Regions from separate parts of the Mus musculus genome. Here all the other regions are linked to region 4. The links are chromatin contacts, called in public promoter capture Hi-C maps. All regions are on one chromosome and are shown on one strand. The core of a region is the stretch at or near the end of the contact, and the rest is flanking DNA. Distances in the headings are between cores, read along the strand shown.

What was found. Promoter capture Hi-C pulls out the DNA fragments that hold promoters and counts their contacts. Capture Hi-C pulls out chosen DNA fragments and counts their contacts.
Region 1: a contact with region 4 is called in a promoter capture Hi-C map of neutrophils, with 3 times the contacts expected there. The contact joins the promoter of Pmm1 here to the promoter of Rpl3 in region 4. A contact is called at or near these places in 3 of 39 promoter capture datasets (neutrophils, pre-B cells and second pharyngeal arch cranial neural crest).
Region 2: a promoter capture Hi-C map of liver shows a contact between it and region 4, with 3 times the contacts expected there. The contact joins the promoter of Csf2rb here to the promoter of Rpl3 in region 4. A contact is called at or near these places in 2 of 39 promoter capture datasets (both in liver).
Region 3: a promoter capture Hi-C map of adipose tissue shows a contact between it and region 4. The contact joins the promoter of Mpst here to the promoter of Rpl3 in region 4. A contact is called at or near these places in 1 of 39 promoter capture datasets (erythroid cells) and 1 of 9 other capture datasets (adipose tissue).
Region 5: a contact with region 4 is called in a promoter capture Hi-C map of pre-B cells, with 2.9 times the contacts expected there. The contact joins the promoter of Aco2 here to the promoter of Rpl3 in region 4. A contact is called at or near these places in 4 of 39 promoter capture datasets (the C10 cell line, cranial neural crest, hippocampal neurons and 1 more) and 1 of 484 Hi-C or Micro-C datasets (pre-B cells).
Region 6: a contact with region 4 is called in a promoter capture Hi-C map of pre-B cells, with 3 times the contacts expected there. The contact joins the promoter of Ncf4 here to the promoter of Rpl3 in region 4. A contact is called at or near these places in 2 of 39 promoter capture datasets (liver and pre-B cells).
Region 7: a contact with region 4 is called in a promoter capture Hi-C map of liver. The contact joins the promoter of Csdc2 here to the promoter of Rpl3 in region 4. A contact is called at or near these places in 2 of 39 promoter capture datasets (cranial neural crest and neutrophils) and 1 of 9 other capture datasets (liver).

Annotation. Positions count from the first base shown.
Region 1 is chr15:81,959,640-81,962,397 of GRCm38.p6, forward strand. It overlaps Pmm1 (phosphomannomutase 1), which reads right to left and starts at 1,291. Exons shown (of 8, transcript NM_013872.4): 1 at 1,076-1,291. The coding sequence starts at 1,162.
Region 2 is chr15:78,324,312-78,327,318 of GRCm38.p6, forward strand. Csf2rb (colony stimulating factor 2 receptor, beta, low-affinity (granulocyte-macrophage)) reads left to right here and starts at 1,679. Exons shown (of 14, transcript NM_007780.4): 1 at 1,679-1,787.
Region 3 is chr15:78,405,429-78,408,206 of GRCm38.p6, forward strand. Mpst (mercaptopyruvate sulfurtransferase) reads left to right here and starts at 1,284. Exons shown (of 3, transcript NM_001162493.1): 1 at 1,284-1,316. Tst (thiosulfate sulfurtransferase, mitochondrial) reads right to left here and starts at 437. Exons shown (of 2, transcript NM_009437.5): 1 at 1-437. The coding sequence starts at 405.
Region 4 is chr15:80,082,046-80,084,762 of GRCm38.p6, forward strand. Rpl3 (ribosomal protein L3) reads right to left here and starts at 1,361. Exons shown (of 10, transcript NM_013762.2): 1 at 1,279-1,361; 2 at 345-537. The coding sequence starts at 1,281. Snord43 (small nucleolar RNA, C/D box 43) reads right to left here and starts at 861; the gene lies at 814-861.
Region 5 is chr15:81,871,116-81,873,864 of GRCm38.p6, forward strand. Aco2 (aconitase 2, mitochondrial) reads left to right here and starts at 1,348. Exons shown (of 18, transcript NM_080633.2): 1 at 1,348-1,433. The coding sequence starts at 1,398. Phf5a (PHD finger protein 5A) reads right to left here and starts at 777. Exons shown (of 4, transcript NM_026737.3): 1 at 698-777; 2 at 51-74. The coding sequence starts at 749.
Region 6 is chr15:78,243,346-78,246,218 of GRCm38.p6, forward strand. It overlaps Ncf4 (neutrophil cytosolic factor 4), which reads left to right and starts at 1,466. Exons shown (of 10, transcript NM_008677.2): 1 at 1,466-1,742. The coding sequence starts at 1,711.
Region 7 is chr15:81,935,122-81,938,064 of GRCm38.p6, forward strand. It overlaps Csdc2 (cold shock domain containing C2, RNA binding), which reads left to right and starts at 1,638. Exons shown (of 4, transcript NM_145473.3): 1 at 1,638-1,866.

The DNA.
Region 1 (2,758 bases), core at 41-2,540, 1.9 Mb after region 4:
TTCTAGTAAGCATTAAGTCTGTCTAGTAGTAGACAAATTGACAGGCGGTTCTTGTTCAGGCCTTGCCAAGTCAGTGCAGCACAAGGATCAGGCATGCCTAGGCTAGACCACCTCCTTTCCAATCCTGCATCTTCCTGATCCACCTCTGCTGGATGGAAAGAAAGATGCCCGATTCCTTCTGGAGAGTGGAAGGCCTACCAGGAAGCTAAGACTTAGGTTCACACGGGCTTCTGCCCAGTAGCTCGGCCCCCCACCCCCATTTCTGCTCTGATCATCCCGGTGATCCCAAAGGTAGAAGGATGGGTGAGAACGACCCAGGATGACTCGAAGGGAGAAAAACTAGGTATGGCTAAAGACTGGAGGGTGAACTATAAAGTGCAGACAGGAGAATGCACTCCCATTTTTTACAGTGCTTCTATTGTAAACAGACTAGCCCTGGGGCCTTTCACCTTCACATGGGTGGAACCAAAAGGATACCAATAACAAAAACCAAAACTCATCAGAAAAGCAGCTCTCTTTCCCTCCAACTCCAGGTGGAAGGTAAACAAACATCCTAAGAGGCTTAAGGAGCTAAACCCAGTTTTAGGCCTATGGACGCCAGAGTGCAAAGACTCAGAGATCTTCCTTGCCCTCAGTAGAGGGCGACCGTGGGCTTAGAAGCGCACGGAGCTCTGCCTGGAACGCCGCGTTCTCACGCTAGCTTGAGGACGGACTAGTTGTGCATCCTAGGGCTAAAATGGGGTAAGACCACCCCAGAGCCCAGCCTGGGCCTGTGCAAGCCTGGAACTGGGGATACCCGCCCTATCGCCCATAGACGCTCCTCCCGGAGGCTGGATACAGCATCTGCGCTCCCGGCAGGAACGTGGATGCCAACCCGCGCGGGGAGCGCTGAGGCCTGGAAGGCCGAGAGGGCCTGGGTCCCATCTCCTCGGTGACAGGAGCCGGTACCACTGCACTCCACGTTTCCGACAGGGTCGCGCAGGTGTCTGCGTTGACATGGCAGTGACGGCTTCACGCTGGGTCACGGATGCCGGCGTGACTCTGGGCGGGAGCTTTGGAACCTCGAGGCCCTTACCTGGCGAGCTGGCGTGAGGGTCCCGTCCACGTCAAACAGGCAGAGGATGCGCTCTTTCCTGCGGGCGCCCTCGACGGCGACTGCCATGGCTGTAGCTCCGCGCGCCAAGCGCTGTCGCTGCAGCCACCGCCAGGGTCGCGTGCGACAGAGGCCGGGCGGGGCCGGGGCGGGGCCAGCTGCGCAGCACGGGGAGGAGCAGTGGCCATCGGCCCTCCCGCGAGGGGGCGGGGCCTGCGGCGCCGAAAGAAGAGTACAGGCACCTAGGATTGAGGGGCGTGGCAGTAGGCGGGGTCAGAGTCCTCGTACCCGACGGAGATAGGAACCGGCGGGAAAAGGGGTTGAACCGGAAGACAGTGTCGGGCCAGCGGGTTGAGGTTGATCTCAGGGCGCTCCCTACGGTGGGGGGGGGGGGGGGTTGGGGGGCAAGGGCGGGACTCAGAGCCTTCTGCTTGTGATTCCCAAGGTTAGTAGGACGAAGGTATTGCCTTGTCATCTTGAGCTTGAAGTCTCAGGGAGAACCCGGCGTGCTGGCTCACCTGTGATCCAGCCCTTCTGAGGCAGAGGCCCTTATCTACAAAACAAGTTCCGGGCCAGCCAGGGCTACATACTCTGTTTTGTTTTGTTTTTTCAAAACAAGAGTTTCCCTTTGTAGCCTTGACAGCCTTGGATAAGACCCTATTTTTTAAAACAAAACAAACAACAAAAAAAGGGAGGGGGAGAGAGAGAAGGAAGAAAAGAGAAAAATATCCCATGATGGCTTTTACCTACTGTGAGAAATGTTTGTTGCTTTTTTTTTTTTTCCAATCAAAAGTAACCTACTAAGGGCCAATATGCCATAAATCTCTAACTTGTAAGCTTTTATGCGAGTCTTTTTTGTTGTGTTATTTTGTCGTGTGTGCCTGGGGTGATGTGCACTAAGTACATGCAGGAGCCCACCTAAGTCAGGATGGAAGTGAGTGTCAGATCCTCTGGACCTGGAATTACCCACAGTTGTGAGCTTCCTTGTAGGTGCTGGGTGTCAAATCCCTGATCCTCTGCAGGAGGCCAGAAGAAAGCTTCAGATTCCTAGTTCTGGAGGTACAAGCAGTTGTAAGCTGCCCAGTATGGGTGCTGAGAATTGAACTCAGGTCCTCAGTAAGAGTAATAAGTGGAGCACGCCTTTAATATCAGCACTCAGGAGGCAGAGGCAGGCGGATTTCTGATTTCGAGGCCAGCCTGGTCTACAAAGTGAGTTCCAGGACAGCCAGGACTACACAGAGAAACCCTGTCTCTAAAAAACCAAAACCAAAAAAAAAAAAAAAAAGACATCATGCCAGGAACAGATCTAGGGCAAGGTTTATTGGGGAAATGGAGTGGGAACATGAGAGGGAGAGAGAAATAAAGACAGACAGACAGACAGAATAAGCAAGTGAGAGAGAATCATGGTGTTCAGAGATGTTCAGAAGTACCTTTTTTAAAAAAGGTTTATTTACTTATATGAGTACACTGTAGCTGTCTTCAGACATACCAGAAATGGTCATCAGATGGTTGTGAGCCACCATGTGGTTGCTGGGATTTGAACTCAGGACCTTCGGAAGAGCAGCAGTGCTCTTAACCGCTGAGCCATCTCTCCAGCCCCTTTCTATATCTTTTTGTCATTTTTAAAAAGATTTATTTATTGATTATATGTAAGTACACTGTAGC
Region 2 (3,007 bases), core at 429-2,928, 1.8 Mb before region 4:
GGTGTCTGGACATGAGGATCTGCAGTGTTGTGGATTAGAGGTATACGATTCGGGCACACTGATCTCTGAGAATAGAATCAGTCCAGAGGTTGGTGGAAGGTTTCTGTTCATCTGGAACTAACTGCTGTCCCCCTGCCCAGGGGCCCTCTCCTACTGTCTGGTCTCCTATCTCTGTAGCTCTGTATTGGGAGATAAGAAATTACCAGTGTATCACTGAAGCTACTTTTAAAAAAAATCTGACATTTCAATGCTTGTATTTTTATGCTTATTTGAATTTATTTACTATATTAAAATATCACTCATTTCTATGAAAGGGTTTTGGTGTCCCTTTAAATTTTGCCCTGAGAGAATGGCTCACTCCCCTCCTCTTTTTTTTTTTTTCCATTTTTTATTAGGTATTTCGCTCATTTACATTTGCAATGCTATACCAAAAGTCCCCCATAGCCACCCACCCCCTCTCCCCTACCCACCCACTCCCCTTTTATGGCCCTGGCGTTCCCCTGTACTGGGGCATATAAAGTTTGCGTGTCCAATGGGCCTCTCTTTCGAGTGATGGCCGACTAGGCCATCTTTTGATGCATATGCAGCTAGAGTCAAGAGCTCCGGGGTACTGGTTAGTTCATAATGTTGTTCCACCTATAGGGTTGCAGATCCCTTTAGCTTTTTTGGTACTTTCTCTAGCTCCTTCATTGGGGGCCATGTGATCCATCCAATAGCCGACTGTGAGCATCCACTTCTATGTTTGCTAGGCCCAGGCATACTCTGACAAGAGACAGCTATATCAGGGTCCTTTCAGCATAATCTTGCTAGTGTATGCAATGGTGTCAGCATTTGGAAGCTGATTATGGGATGGATCCCCGGATATGCTAGTGTCTACATGGTCCATCCTTTTATCTCAGCTCCAAACTTTGTCTCTGTAACTCCTTCCAAGGGTGTTTTATTCCCACTTCTAAGGAGGGGCATAGTGGTCACACTTCAGTCTTCATTTTTCTTGTCACTCCCCTCCTCTTAACCCCAGCAGCCTCAAGTTATTCATTTGTTCATTCATTCATTCATTCATTCATTCACTTTATACCCAGTCATGTGTTCCTCCTCTGGGCCATGGCTGGGCACTGGGGGAGGGGAACAGACACAAAACATCACTTGCTCTGAAGACAAGATGGGAAGAAAACAGGGACTCTAGGGCAGGACAGAAAAGGGAAAGCCAAAGCTGACAGCCAGGGATCAAGACTGCTCCCACTGCCTACTGACTGTTGTCAACTTAGGTTTTCCATGTCAATGGCATACCCTCAAAACCTTTCTGGTTTGTAGGTCCTTCTAGAAAAATACCCCAAGGTGTCTCAAGACTTGAAGAGGCCACCTGTAGCTGATTTGCATAAGGCCACATGCTAAGAAGTGGTGCCCTCAAGGTCCTCCCCAGCTCTGCCTGGCTCTGGGCACATGCTTGCAGGGAGGTGGTTATTGCCCTCTGTGTCTGCTTCCTCCAGAGGAGTCAGGGAGGGGTGTGGAGGAGACCATTTCAGGCTGAGACCTGAAGGGCACATGAGAGCTGACTGGGAGATGGTGGGGAGCGAGCTACTCTGGCAGAACTAAATGTCGTGAGTATTATCAGAGGCTAATGTCCACAATTCTGAGAATCAGGCGAAGCTGCTTGCGAAAGGGCACTGGCAACTTCCTCAATCTGCTCTCTGTTTCCTCCAGATGGGGCACAGATAAATAGGAAGAGCCTGCAACTCACTGGCACTTGGAGGCTCCCGAAGGAGGCTGCCTGTCGCCCAAGCACAGAGGTAAGTGGCTGGCTTCCTGATGCAGAGCTGAGGGTGGGCGCAAAGCAGGGGCTGTGGGGGTCTCCAGGGTGGAAAAGGACAGGATAAGACAGGGCTGGGGTAGCGTATTCCTCAGACTTGATCTCTCTAGAAAGACTAGGTCTCAGACTCCAAGTCAGTGAGTGGAGGAGGGGCACCCCGGAGCATTGGAGCTGGGAACAAAGTTAGAACTCTGGAAGAGGTACGGTTAGGATACGCTCTGGGGCTGTGGGACTCCGGGAGGACACAGCTTTATCACTGGAGGTCTGGTGGCAGGGAGGACTCCCCTAAAGCTCTATATCGGGCTAAGCACTGTGTTCCTTCTAACTTTGCCATCCATATGTTACTTAATTCCCTGTCCTGAGCTTCAGGTCACACATCTGTGGGACAGGGTGAGTGGGAGACATGGCTTCCTCTGTTTCAACTAGAAATGGAGGACAGAGAGAGGAGAAAGAGAGGGGGTAGAGAAAATTTACCTACAAGGATGACGAAGTGTTGGGGACAGAACCAGAGATGTAGAACCTCCCTTGGTACTGGGTGTAATTTGACAATCTTACTTGGGAAGTGCCCAGAGATATACCAGATCATCCAGCTCTGTTTTTCTCTTTCTCTGTCTCTGTCTCTGTCTCTGTCTCTGTCTCTCTGACTATCTCTTTCTCTCTCTATGTGTGTGTCTGTTTCTGTCTCTCCAACTCTGTCTCTCTCTCTTTCTTTGTCTCTCTCTGTCACAAACACACACACACGCACACGCACACGCACACGCGCACACGCACACACACACACACACACACACACCATACTGTGCTCTGAAATCACCACAGATGATTTGGGTCCAGATGTGTCGCTTCTGTACCTAGTGTGCCGGAAGGTAGGTGTCTCATCACATAGCTAGGGACCAGTCGCTCTCAGACAGGGACACAGACAGCCCCTCTGCTGACAGAGACCACTGTCATGTCTCACAGATCATAAACTAACCTGTCCATATATCCCACATGCTGTATTCCAGAGGTCATGCATATGTGCGACAGAAATCTCTGTGATCTGTTAAGCAAAGAATTTGCCTGAGGTTCAGGCCCCTGCCTCTGCTCACGCCCAGCACATAGGGCCTTTGAACCTGATCTGGCAATGGAAGGAAAAGGCACCTCCACTCACTTCTTTGTAGTGCAGCGTCTCCCCTTTCTCTACCTCTTTTTCAAAAGCCC
Region 3 (2,778 bases), core at 34-2,533, 1.7 Mb before region 4:
CAGCCAGTTCCGGAAGCCACCATTGAGCACTGACACTGTGCGGTGGCCAAACACACGAAACATCCACCAGACTCTGGGTGCATAGAAGCTGCCCAGGTCATCTCCATCGTATACCACCACATGTGTGTCGTTGCTTATGCCCAGGTTGCCCACATAGTCCCCAAAGTGGGCCTCACTGGGCAGCATCATCTCATAAGGCGAAGTCGTGTCCCGGCATTCCTCTATATCAAAGAAGGACGCGCCAGGCACGTGTCGCTCCTGGTACTCTTTGCGTGCCTGGCGGGTCCCGGGTGAGTACCAAGACGCGTCCAGCACCCGAAGGCTGGGCCCCAGGCGGCCAGACCGAATGGATTCCGCCAGCCACTTGGTGGATACCAGCGCCCGGTAGAGCACCTGATGTACCATAGTGTCAGTTCTGCGAGTCACCTGGCGCGGTTGGGAACCAGGAAAGAGACAGGCCTGAGAGGGCTGAGTGCGGTGGGCGGAGCCCAGGGGGCGGGGCTGTTGCTCCCACTACATTTTCCCAGCGTGCAATCGTAACTACACTCAGAGCCAGACTCACAGTGGGAGAGGTTGGCACATTCCCTAGGGAAAGCCTGCTCCACCCCTCCCACTTCCCCGGCGCCCTCCCTTTCTGGTGCCTAGGAGGGCAGGTGGGCGTGGCTAAGAGCTTCGGTGCATTACTATAGCAGCAAATTGGTGGGAGGGGCTGGCTCAGGACTCTGTCTTCAAGAATGGGAAAAACAAACACAAGTCAGAGATGGCCTTCCAGTCGCCTCTCCGGGCGCACTGATTACCCTTCTGCTTTCGTTTCTTGCAGCCAGAGTTCTCTGGCTTCTAGAATGTCCAATTCCGGTGAAAGGGCTCCAGGCACTCTGCCCTGCTTTCGCCAGGACCCAGCTAGCGGCTCCATCCTGGGCGGCTCGCTGCACTCAGTCGCAAAAGTAGCTGGGCTGGCACTCGCCCTTGCGCTCCGAAGAAGCTGGAGGGTTCAAACCAGGAGCCGGGAGGGTTCTCAAGTGGCCCGCACCATTGTACCGCCTCCCATGGGGGTGAGGAGAGAAACCTCTCTCGTAGACAGTCGGGATTCCGAACAGCTTCTGCGTCTTCGCACGGGAGTCTTGTTTGCCCCTCCTCGTATAATACTTCTCATACATAAAGGGGGCTATTTGAAGCTCGAGGTGACACTGGGGCAGCGCGCAACCCGGCTTCATGGCGCCTGCGTCCCCCGCAGTACGGGAAATGGAAGGTGCAACGTCTCGGAGTGGCCCAAACAGTGGGCTGTGCCCAAGTCTCCTCCCTTTGGCTGGCCGCAGGTTGGTGGCGGAAGGAGGGAACCTCTGAGGGCGTGGGGAGGGGGTGACATGGCGGAGCTGGGAAACGGGGAGCGCAAATCCCTGGTATCTGCTACCCAACGCGTCCTACTTGCTTTTCTGTGAGAGAGGGTGCTTCTCCGGGGGTGCATAGCGTGGTATCACGCGGGAGTGGAGGAGGGGATGCAGTCTATGAGAGAAGAGTTTCCAGGGCGCCTCTAATTTGCCTTAGGAAGACTGTCCGTGGCTGCTTGTGGCCGTCTGTGGGTTGGTGTGGGATAAGAGACAGGTGGGTAGCAGTGAGTGGATGGGGTTTGGAAAGACCTGATGCCTCCTGAGAAAGTTGGGGGGGGGGAGCAAGAGAATAAACAAAGCAATTCAGAGGAGCTGTGGTGAGGAGATCTAGCATGCCCCAAGAGGAGAAAGTAACAGAACGGAATAAAAATAAAACTAGCATTTATGAAGCCCGCCTTGCCGAGTGCCTTCACGACCCTGCCGGATTGAGCTGAACTCCCAACAGGAGAAACAGGTAGAGCCAGGAGGTGCCAAGGCACGTAGTGGAAAAGGGACTAATTTCTCACCTGAAGCCCAAAGTGGTGGGAGCTGCCTCGGTTTACCTGTCCATCCTTGAAGCCTTATGCTTAGTAGTAGTAGTAGTCGTCGTTGTCGTCTTGGGCTTCAGTTTTTACCACTTCATTGTAAATTTATATAAATCCCAATAAGCAAGATATCTGGAAATAGAGCATGGCTCCTGCAAACCAGCTGTACACCCCCTCTCTAGTCTATTCTGTTCCCCTGGAATGCTTTTCTCTTGAACTCCCCTCCCTGTTTTTTTGAGCATCTATCCTACCCTGAAATACTGTCACAGTGTGTTGCAAAAATTCACTGTCTAGCATTTTCCCAGCATACTCTGCACCTGGAGCTTGACAGTAGGGAAGAGAAGGTACCAGGAGGGTCTAGTTAGGGAGATGCTCTTCAGTGCCCGAACCCCCACCCCCCATGGGTGGGATATATAGGCTCACACTAACTTAGGATGGCCTGGGCCTGTCCTATATGTCCTGATGGACTTCCAGAGAGCTACTCTCCCCTGGGATCCTGGCCCTTCAAGCACAAAGAAACCTAGTCTCTTTCTGGTCTCTTCCCCTCATGAGCACTCATAGCCTAGCCTCTCTGACTCTCTTTCTGCTGCCTGGGGTCTTTTGTCATAACTGTCAATCAAGCAGGGAGGGTAGTGACCTCAGACCTTTGAAGTCCCACCCCCTGGAAGTCTAAGGCCAGCTGTAGACTCAAGGGCCATTAGGAGAGTAAAGGAAGGAATAGCAGGTTTGCATTCAACTTCCCTAAATGATCATTCAAAGAAGCTGTTTATAGGGTCAGTGGTGGCCCTTCTATAGTCACGTTTTTATTCTCACTAAGAGGTGGGTTTTGGAGTCTGGCATGGTGGTATATGCTTGTAATCCACCCA
Region 4 (2,717 bases), core at 111-2,610:
AGACTGTCTCAAAGAGGAGCTTTATCACTAGTCTGGTTTCATGTCCAGAATACACTTGTTAAATGTGTCTACCTTTTCAGAGTACCTAGGGTTGATAACAGGCACTGGCATGGAAACAACCAACTACCCCAACAGGACTCTGCACAGGAATCTGTGTTAAATTTCGCTAGGCCAAAACACTTCTAGGCTCCCTTAGTGTGGGCACTACCACACTAAGTCAGGCTTTGTTCTAGACTTACCACAAAGCACCCCAGGATGAAGCTATTGTGCTCCTTTGGGAATTTACTGTAACTACAGGCAAAATTACACACAGCCCAAGTTGGACAAGGAAGTACTGTACATACTAGATCCTGGCCTGTCAACTTCCCGGACGATGTGGGTCATGCCAGCCTTGTAACCCAGAAAGGCTGTGAGGTGAACGGGCTTGGAAGCGTCATCCTTAGGGAAGCTCTTCACTTTCCCACGATGCCGGCTGCTGCGCTTGCGAGGCAGGAAGCCCAAGGACCCATGCCTGGGAGCTGAGAATTTCCTGTGAGACTGAGGTAAAGGGAGAGATCACAACATTGCTCTCAGTCTTCCAATCAAGCCCAAAGGAGGGTTCCACATTTAAAGGAATTGTATCAGAGGACAGACTGCAATAAGACTTCAGCTTAATGCTTTTAGTTTCCATGCCTTTCAAACACAAAACAGCTTAGTTATACTAAAACCTCGATGGGTGAACTTTCAAGAGTATCCCATGTGACTAAATGGCAACATGGCGTATCAAGATGGAGTCTAATGCAAGTCGGCCTCAAACACTCCCTCCTAAAGCCAAATCAGAACTTGACATTCAGCACAGAGTTTCTGTCCGCCCGTCAAAAGGTTCATCATTTGTGGCTTCTGAGAACTCTAGAGATGCACCTTCCACTCTTATAACATTCCAAAATGGAGACCCGACCCGATTTGCCAAATTTCTCCACTTAACCAATGCATTCCTAAAGACCTGGGCCATCCCTACCAGACTGACCACTACCCTCGAATTAAGCACAAAACAGCCCATTCCATAAGTCCCTTAGGATTACGCTGATATCAAATGGGTCGCACACAGGCCCAGGCCGGTCCCACACACATCCTCCGTAAGGCCGTTAAGGTCCCTGAATTTCCGGACGGTCGCGGCCCTCACATCGATCCCCTATTACATCCTTTCAGGATTGGCGAGCCAGGGATGGCGCCGATGGGAGGTGAATACAAGCCAGGCCCACAGGAGACCAAGTTAGAAGGCAGCATGGCCATACGTACCATCTCGCCGCCACACGCCGCAGATAGAGAGCGACCAGGAGCCAGTGCAGGCTATATAAAGCCAAGTGATGGCTCCGCCCCCTGAGCGTGCGAACGTGTTGACGCATAGGCGTCGGGTCGAAGGGCGCGCATCGAATGTCATTTTACACACATTTTTCCCGCCCACTAGGATTGACAAATAGGGTCTACGGAGAATGATTGGGTTCAAGCTTAGCGAAACGCCTCGTCGACGCTGAGGTTTAGAATGTAAAGAACTACGGCGTTCTGCAGCAGCCAAATTTCATGATAATGAAGAAAAATGGAGGCATTGTGCTTCCTCTCACTTCTAGAACGGAATCACACAGGGCTAGTCCCACACAGCAACGAAAACAACGGCGTTGAAGCAGGCTTAGTGTGAGACAACTGACTGCGTTGTTCTCGTGAGCTCTTAAGATAGACTGAATGAAACTGCTCTTTTACCTAACCAGTGATTTTGATGTGATCACCAACATTGCTCTCAGTCTTCCAATCAAGCCATGCCTTTAATGCGCCATGATTTCGGGCACATCTCCCTCAAGTCCTGTCTCTGCCAATTCAGTCTCCAGATGTCATGTCCCGTTCATATTTTGTTCTTAATTTCAGATTTACAAATGTGTGAGGTTCCCCCCCCCCCGTGTGTACGAATGTGCGCCACGGGCGTGCGTGACATTTTCAGAAGTCAAACCGGGCTGGAGAGATGGCTCAGCAGTTAAGAACACCAACTGCACTTCCAGAGGTCCTGAGTTAAATTCCCAGTGACCACATGGTGGCTCATAGCCACCTGTACTGGGATTCGATGCCCTCTTCTGATGTGTCTGGAGACAGCGACAGTGTACTCATATACATAAAATAAAAATAAATCTTTAAAAAAAAATAAGGGCTTGAGAGATAGCTCAATGGTTAAGAGCACTGACTGTTCTTCCAGATATTCTGAGTTCAATTCCCAGCAACGATATTGTGGCCTATAACCATCTGTAATGGGATCAGGTGACCTCTATACTCATATATACACTAAATAAATAAATCTAAAAAAAAAAAAAAAAAAAGTCAAAATAGTGTCAGATCCCCCTGGACCGTTGTTAATGCTGTGAACTAGACCTGGGTCCCGTGGGATGACAAGTTTTCTTAACTTCTGAACCATCTCTCCAGATCAAGATTCTTAATGAATTTATTTTTCGAACAGCAACATAGGTTTATTAAAATTTAAAAAATAATTTCTGAAAGTGGAGGAGCGCCACTTAAGAATATCTTAAATAAGCTCTTTTTAATTTTATATTTATGAGTGCTTTCCTCATTTATGCACGTGCACCACATATGTGCAGTACCGGGGAGATTTGAAGAGAGTATGGAACCCTCTGGAACTGGAGTTACAGATGGTTGTTGTGCTGGGAACCAAACCTTGGTCCTCTGCAAGAGCCCTT
Region 5 (2,749 bases), core at 98-2,597, 1.8 Mb after region 4:
CTCTTCAAAGAGTAAAGGTGTCAAGGCCTGAGAGGGCGTGTTCGGCTTACATTTTTCACACAGTCTTCCGATAGCTGCAAGGTCAAAGATAGTAAAACATCGTTAAAATTAAGGTTGTGAGGTAGCAAGCAAAGTTTTTCGTCAAACTGAGTATAGAGGATGGCGAAGGTAGCAATGATTACAGTCAACCGTACAGGATCGTGGTCACATTCTCCTTTCCTCCCTCTCCACTGTCCCCCACCCCCTACTTTTTTGTGATAGAATCCCACTGTGTAGCTTGAGTTAGCTTTTAAGCTCTAGCCAGGCTCGAACTCGCAGCAATCTTCCAGCCTTCTGCCTCCCAGGTGCTGGGATTACAGACAAGAGTTCCCGGCCCACGACCCTAAATTTTGCTTTACACCAAAGGCCATGTCAAAAATAAAAAAAATGTCTGGAACCCCCCAAAATTCAAAGTATTCTAGACCGGCTTCTCCAGACCTGGCACAGAGGATCCCGCCAGCCTTAGACTCCCGGATGCGCGCTGCTGCCCTCTTCTAAGATGCCACAAGCCGGTGAGCGCTGCTAGAATACCCAGGCACCGTAAGGCGCGAAACGTGGACACGGCAAACCAGAGCCCTAAAGAGGAGGCTGAAGTCCCTAGTCCCCCACTTTCTAATCCCATCCCACTCAACCAAAAGGGAGCACGTCCCCAACTCACCCACACCAGCCTGCTTGCGGCAGAAAATCAAATCTGGATGATGTTTAGCCATAACTCTTTTTCCAAGCCGGCGGCCGGAAGCTTAGGGAACTTCCGCCCGACCTTTAACCTACGGCGTGCTTACTTCCGTTCCTCCGTGATTGGCCATTAAGCTGTCCGTCAGCCTTTAGCCTCGGGGGGTGGGGGGGGGCACCAAAACCGGCTAGATCTCGCGAGAGTTTCCTCGCTAGGTCCTTGCAGGTGCACCAAAGGTTTTTGAATAAAATTCTCTTTACTTCCAGATTTGAACTCATAAACTGAAGTTTGTTCTTGGGTAAAAATTCTACATATGTTGCATTCTGTGTTGGGGATTGACGCCAGGGCTTCTTGCATGCTTCCGCCAAGTATGTTGATTTGGGGATATTCTCTTTCCTGGATGACCTTGAACTCCTGCCTCCCCTCCAGCTTCCACACCCAAGGGCAAAGGTGACAAGGTTGCGCCGAACGCCGAGTTGGCAGTTTCCCCGCATCTTTGCTTTCCACGCCGGGTTTCCGTCATGTAAGCCCCGCCCACTGTGCTATCTGCACTCTTGGCTGCGGGAGGAGGCCCCACCCTCGCGGTTGACTCGTCTCTCTGTAAGCCCCGCCCCCTTCGATGCTTTTTTAAGGGCGCCATTTGTCACGTCACTTTCATGCGACCTCATCTTTGTCAGTGCACAAAATGGCGCCTTACAGCCTCCTGGTCACCCGGCTGCAGGTAAGCGAGCCCAGAGACGTGGGTTTACGGGGGCGGGGAGCCTCCTGCCTTGCCCGCGGCTGTAGGCGAGGCCAGGCGAGGCGGGCTCGATTCGCGGCTGACGTTCCGTGCACCTGTCGCGGTTGCAGGCCCAGCGCCCTTGTGGGTTCCTGCGTTGTCCTAGGTCAAGGCGTCCCTGGCACAGGCTGTTCGCAGTTCCCATCCCCGCCCGCCGGCAAGCTTGGGTTTAAGCAGCGGCAGCCTGGTCCAGGGTGGAGGCACTCCTTTTTTTCTGAGGGTGGAATCCATGCTCCCCCAGGGTGGTTTTCTGTTCCTCAAGGTGATGACAAGGTGATTGGGGGGCGCGGTGGTTGTGGGTTCCTCTAAAGCCGGGTGCTTGAAGCCTTCACTTCCCACCAGTAGCAGAGACTCGTCGCCTCATTTATCCGTGGTTGCCGGGCATGGAGTTTGCAGAAGCTATATCCACTACTACCCTTTGAGGAGACTCGGGGTCATAGACACAAGAAGGACTATTCTGGGCCCCACCATAATAAATAGTCACGATAAGAGTGCTTTCTCACCTTTGCAGCAGATGTCAAGGCTGTTTACTAATGTTACAGATGTTTTATCTGACGACATAGATGTGAGATAATTTTTCCCCCAACTTGGTAGGTGGAAAAACTGGAAGATATAGACAAAGTAGTGGCTTTCATGGTGTCACTAAAGGATCATAGCCTGAGCAGTGACCCTGCAGACCCTCTCTTCTTGTTGTTCATGGCAGCTAATATCACAGAACTTTCTGAATCAGGGTGTGATCGTTTGTATTTGTCAGAATACAGAATCAAATATTTTGAAGTCACCGATAGTTGCTTTCCAGATACTAGGTGGAAAGATGAGAAGAGTGAACAGTTTGACCTTGACTGTTATGAGACGTCTAGAAAATTGACTATGCCTGTCAGATGGTTTCCCACTACTAACCTTACAGCCCTAGAAACGTATAATGTTTACTGTAAAGAATGTATTTTGTTCATAAAAAGAAATCCATAAAATAACTGTAGACATTTTCTGGCAACCTTTCATGATTACTTTTGTGAATTTGTTTTGGATCAACTTGGAACATAGAATTAATAATTTTTAAAAATTATGTGCCTTACTCCCAGGAGGCATTATCATTTGAAGTTTTCTTTATCAAATTACTTAAAATCAAACTGCAAAATCAAACTCATTTATCTGAACAAATCATTTAACTTTTGGCCAATGAAAGGGATTTGCAGCTAAATTATCTCTGGTTCTTTTGATTCTTTAGACAGTACGATGAGTTCTGTCCTGACCCCACT
Region 6 (2,873 bases), core at 216-2,715, 1.8 Mb before region 4:
TGGGTACAATTCCTGCTCGTCTTAGACCTCTCAGATCACCTTTCCTTGTCTTGAGCAGGGATTTGTATGCTTAAAAGAGCTAACTCTGTGAACTGCGGTACTTCTGTGTGCTGGGAGTAGGTCAGACCGTCCATTCTACGTTCCTCTACCACCCTGATCTATCTGTGCAGTGCAAAGGCCTTGATGAACATGCAGTCACTGGTGGAGTGTCCCTCTCCCACTTTCCTGTCCCCTCCTGTGACTTTCTTCATCCTCGTTTCTGTCTCCCCAGGAGCCCATGCCCTGCCTGGCCACGGGGAGGGCAGTTCTCACTGGGCAGACTCTATCCTGGGAGCTCTAGGTTCATCCTCTCTGGGCTGGGTCAGGGCCAGAAGATCCCTTCAGGGTGACAGGATGGAGGGGGGACATTTTAAAGTAAGGATCCTAAAACATTCTATATTCTTGGAGCCAGATCCTGAGGAGTCTGAGACTGCTTCCAATCCAGCCCCATTTAAGGTGAGAAACATAGGCCGTTCCAGATTCCTCAGGGGGAAAGCCCTGTCCCCACAGCCACGTTCCAAAGTTGGGGAGATAGGAGCCTGATTCAGGCAGGCTGGGCAGGCTGCCATCTCTCCTTCTGTCTTAGCATACCATCAAGTGGAGCTGGGGGTTGGGGGACATTCTCTGGGCTGCTGGGCCCATCCTCACTGTAGGCTTTGGAGAGCTCCCTACAGAACCAAGCATTAGAAGGAGCTGACGAAGAACTTCCTCCTTCTGCTCACATAATCTGGGTGTCCGCAGCGTAGTGCTGGCCTGGAAGAAGCCTAACACACAAACACACGTTTGGAACACACTGGGGTAGGGAACCCCGCTGGTGAGAGCTTGCCGCAGGAAAAGCCCGGAGAGTGGCAGGGAGGGTCTGGTGAGGACAGGTTTGTTTCTTAGAGGGCAGCTTCTGAGCTGAGACCTACAGGAGATAGGAGAGGAGCATTGGGAATGTGGTGGCAATGAGGGAAGAGAGATTGGGAGAGCAGGCAGCCCACGGGGCCTTGGGGATTCTGAAGCCAGCAGCGGGGGCTTGGGGCTTTTCTGAGAGCTGAGTAGGGAGGTGGAGGCAGATTGTAAGGAGAGCCTCTGTGTGGATGGAAGCTCTGGGAGAGCTGAATGTGGTATCTCAGAGCCCAGAGCCCCAGATGGGGCATAAAACAATGACTTCCTAGTATAAGAGGGAGGGGGACCAGGAGAGCTTCCTGGAAAAAGCACTATCTCCACCAGACCTTAGGAATGAATGGCAGGTCTTGGATGCTTGAGAAAGGGATTCAGGAAGAAGCCTGAGGAGGAAGTCCACAAGTGTCCTTGATGGACTACCCAGGGCTAAAACTGCTCTATGGTGGGTGGAGCTCAGCACCAGAGACAGGCACTGAGGAAATCCCCAAAGCCAGTGGCCTCACGCAAGCCCAGCACCCAAGGGTGCCACTTCCTCAACTGCTGTGCAGCTGGGAAGTGGCTGAGAAGACGTGTGAGGGCCAGGCAGCTCAAAGCCTGAAGGAGGTACTTCAAGGAGGGTCCAGAGAAGCTGGGCAGGGCGGGACCTCCTCAAAGGCTGCCCCTGGGGACACCCCAAGCTTCAGGAAGCTCTCAGATGCACATAGGAGGAAGTGAGAGGTGAACTCGGCCTGGATCTGGTTGGGCAAGGCCCCCATCCATCTGCTTTTCTGACTACCCACAGCCATGGCCCTGGCCCAGCAGCTGCGATCAGAGAGGTGAGAGTGTGCCTCTATTCCCTGCCAGGCTTTCTCAATGATCCCAATAGGCCTGGGGGGTGGGTATGGGGAAGTAAGAGGCTGTCCCTCCTGTCACCTGATATCAGTGGATCAGCACAGAGTCAAATTTGAAGGTCTTGCTGAATGATACTGCAGGAGCTGCATGCTCCAGCAGATGTTTCTAGAACCTTGACTTAGTAGGTCGGCAGTGTTATGCACCAGTAAGAAGCCTAAGGCTCAGAATGGGGAGTGGCTTGGATGTGGCCAAGGACCACAGGGTGAGTGGGTGGCAGAGCCTGGGAGCAGAGGTGTCCTGGGTGCTAGGCTTGGGTTCTGGGTTCCTGGTTCCACACTGCAATCAGGAGCGGCTCTTCCATCTGCCCTTCAGACTGAAACTGGCCTCTGCGTTTTCCTATCTTTAGGTTCAGATAGCCCAGGCTCTGCCGTCTGACCCCTCACTCCACTTCCTTGTCCTGAACAGGTCTTAGATGCTTGGCACAATGTTGGGGGCCGGGTCTTTGCTCTGCCTGCTCTGAGGGTGTTTTAGTTTTTTGGATCACAGTTGTGTCTCTGGGAGGCCGAACAGCCCTGGGACACACTGAGAGCTCACTACATCTGCTAAGAGCTCAAAAATGACCCAGATCTATCTTGGACAATGCTGACATTATACAGGTAGGGACAAGGAGACCTGATGGCCCCAAGCCCGGCCACCTCATTCAGTCAGCACTTGCTCAGTGTCTCTTATGGAGACAGCCCTGTGTTCCCATCTGCATGTGGAGACCCAAATGACAGAACCGTCCCCTGGATCAAGCAGAAAGCAACGTTAGGAAGCCAAGTGTCCATGTGAACTGCTTGAGAGTCACCAGAACAGGTCTGACTGACAAGACCCAGGTGTGAGCAAAGCACTCGTGGGATCTGGAAAAGGGGATGGGATTCCTGTAGGTCAAAGGTCAGAGGAGGTTTGTCTGTAACAAGAGTTAGTGTTGGGTGGGGGTCCTTCCATAGCTATAGAGAGTGTTACTGGGGTGCTAAGTAAGGCTGCATAATATGACTCCAGCCTTTCTCACCCCCAAGTTCTCCTAGGAGACTGACAGACATGCAAACTTGAATCTTCTAGAAACTGTAGCCACT
Region 7 (2,943 bases), core at 388-2,887, 1.9 Mb after region 4:
TCATAGAGTCTAGGCTGACCTCAAATTCACAGCAATCTTTGGCCTCTTCGGTGCTGGGATCACAGGTCTACCCCCATCATGTCTAATTTTCTTTCTAATTGTTGAAAATTGCCTACTTATATTTATTTCATGTTTCACTGGTGTGTTGCCTGAATTTATATCTGTGTGAGAGTGCTAGATTCCCTGGAACTGGAGTTACAGACAGTTGGGGGGTCGCCATGTGGGTGCTAGGAATTGAACCTGGGCCCTCTGGAAGAGCAGCCAGTGCTCTTAATCATTGAGTCATCTCTCCAGCTCCTGTCATGTCTGTTTTCCTGTTTGTTTGTTTGTTTGTTTGTTGAGACACTGCCTCTCTAGGTAGCCAGGTAGACTCAAACTTGAAATCTATTTGTTTCATCCTCTTGAGGGCTGGGACCTATAGGTCTGTGCCAGCACAAAGGGCACCTCCTCATGACTCAGTAGTACTAAAGTGACACCTGGGGAAGATGTCTCTCTAAGATGAGGTTGAGGAGGGACAGGGGGGTGGCAGAGAAGCCCTTTGAAGAGGTTTCCTGGAGCCTGGCCCTGAGCTCATAGACGGTTGAGCCTTACCTGTCCTCTTGGGGAGCACTGTCCTCTTGGGGAGCACTGTCCTCTTGGGGAGCACTGTCCTCTTGGGGAGCACTGGGGTCCTAGGGATTTGCCTGAGGTCTTTTTTGTTTTGTTTTGTTTTTGTTTTTCCGAGACAGGGTTTCTCTGTGTAGCCCTGGCTGTCCTGGAACTCACTCTGTAGACCAGGCTGGCCTCGAACTCAGAAATCTGCCTGCCTCTGCCTCCTAGTGCTGGGATTAAAGGCATGTGTCACCACTGCCCGGCTTTTTGGGGGGCGGGAGTGTGCTGAGGTCTTACTGTCTGAAGAGACCTAAACTGCTTGGACTGAATCTGCTGAGTCAGTCCTTACTTCTAAAAGCCTCCTAAACCACAAGTACACACAGACACACAGACACACAGACACCACTGCCCCCTGTATATGTGTGTGCGAGTGTGTGTGTGTGTGTGTGTGTGTGTGTGTGTGTGTGTGTAAGAAAGAAACATACACAGAAAGACACTCATTATTCTTTTATAGTTCTCTTCCCCTGGATTCCACAGCCCCTCCCAAAGACCTAATGTGTGCCAAAGAGATTTGAGCACATTCTTCAAATGGAGATCTCAGATGATCTGAGGGGACAGAGCTCAGCACAGCTGCAGACTGCAGAGGGAATGGAATGTCTGGGAGTCCCTAGGAACCTGGCTTGTTCCCAGAGGGTCTCCTCTGTTCTCTGGCCTCCTTTCTCCAGAATACATCCTCCCACCCTGCAGGCCCTCCCGTTGACCATAAACACTCCCTGGCACCCCGCTCACCAAGAATGCACACTGTCTCTAGCTCTTCCTGCCTCTTACTCCCCAGCAGCTACCCTGACCTGGTAGAGCAAATTATACCTTGGCCCAGCAATAAAAGCCACTTTCCAAAACAAGAAGCAGTAACGCTCAAAGTGACGCAGCTTAGCCACTCACCCAGCACTTGGCCTGGCTCACAAGGTGGTGTCTGGGCCAGAGAAGAGATGGCTTAGTGTCCCTTTAAGCTAGGAGTACAAATTCCCATCCCAGTCCCTCCCTCCAGCACATCCTGACGTCAGCAGGAGGGCGTGTGTGAGTGAGTGAGTGAGTGAGTGAGGGGCCCGAGGTGCCTCCTGCACACCACACACACACACACACACACACACACACACACACGCCACGGAGAGTGCATTATCCAGACGTGACCCCTGCGAGCCAGCTCCACAGTCCAGAGAGATCGGGTGCTGCCCACTACAGGAGACAGTGCCTGGACCCAGCTGCCACGGCGAGGTAAGGGACCTGAAGGAAGCCGGTGATGGAAACTGTGGCAGAGGCAGGGGCCGAGGGCTGATGGTACCAAGAAAGGATGTGTGGATTGAGGTTGGAAAGGTCGCAGCGCTACATCAGCCAGCCCAGCTCTGCTTAGAGGATGCGGGGGGAGATGTAGAGCCCACCGCCCTTCCCTTCTCTCTCCTTGACCCTCCAGAAGAGCTGAGGCGGAGTGGCTCCCGCGCATCTGAATGTGTGTGAATGTCTGTGTCTGGGACTCGCGTCTGGGTTGAGATGCAGGTAACAGCAGCTACCTGCCAAGCCGCAGCCTCCGGTCTGGGAACTAGGTGAGGGAAAGCCGGGACTCCTTCCAGACCCTAAAAGGCCAGTCCGGAGCACCGCTGGATTTTGTCCCTGGAATCTGTTTTGAGGCCAGAGCAGAGGGGAGGAACCGCCTGGGGCAGGCAGAGGGACCCAGAGCAGCTGTCTTCCCTCACTCTATTTTTCCCTAGTGTGGCAGAGATAATTGTGTCAACTGGCTGGAGGGATGGCTCTGTGTTATTTTTGCCTTTATGCCACCCCACTGGGTCTTTGCTCTCCCCCGCATGCTGGGCTAGCTCTGACCTCCTCCTCTGCTTAGGTGCAACCCACTGTAGGACAGGGGGTGATAGACCAGCTGCTGGACACCCCTTGCTTGCTGTAGGATGCAAGGACTCAGGTTGGCCTTGGCTGGCATCAAGCCCCTAAGTGGTCTGACCCTGGCACAAGGAGACTGAATGGAGATAAGGGACCATGCTGGCACCCACAAGGAGACAGCAGGTTCCTGCCAGGCTGCCAGGCTGCCAGGCTGCAGGCGCTTCCCAGGGAGGAGGGAGAGCGGGACTGAGAACAATAATAAATCCAGAGTGTGAACTGCTGCATCCGCTGGGGCTGGGGGAGGGGAGAAGGAAGTGTGCCTGGTAGGAGGTGGGCACCCTCTTCTCCGACAGCCTGGCACTGGCTCGCTTAGATGCCATCCAGTCAGGGCCTTTCCCTGGGAAGGATGGGAGTGAGGAGGTGGGGATGGAGGGTGGGAGTGGGGGTTGGGGGGAGCTCTTT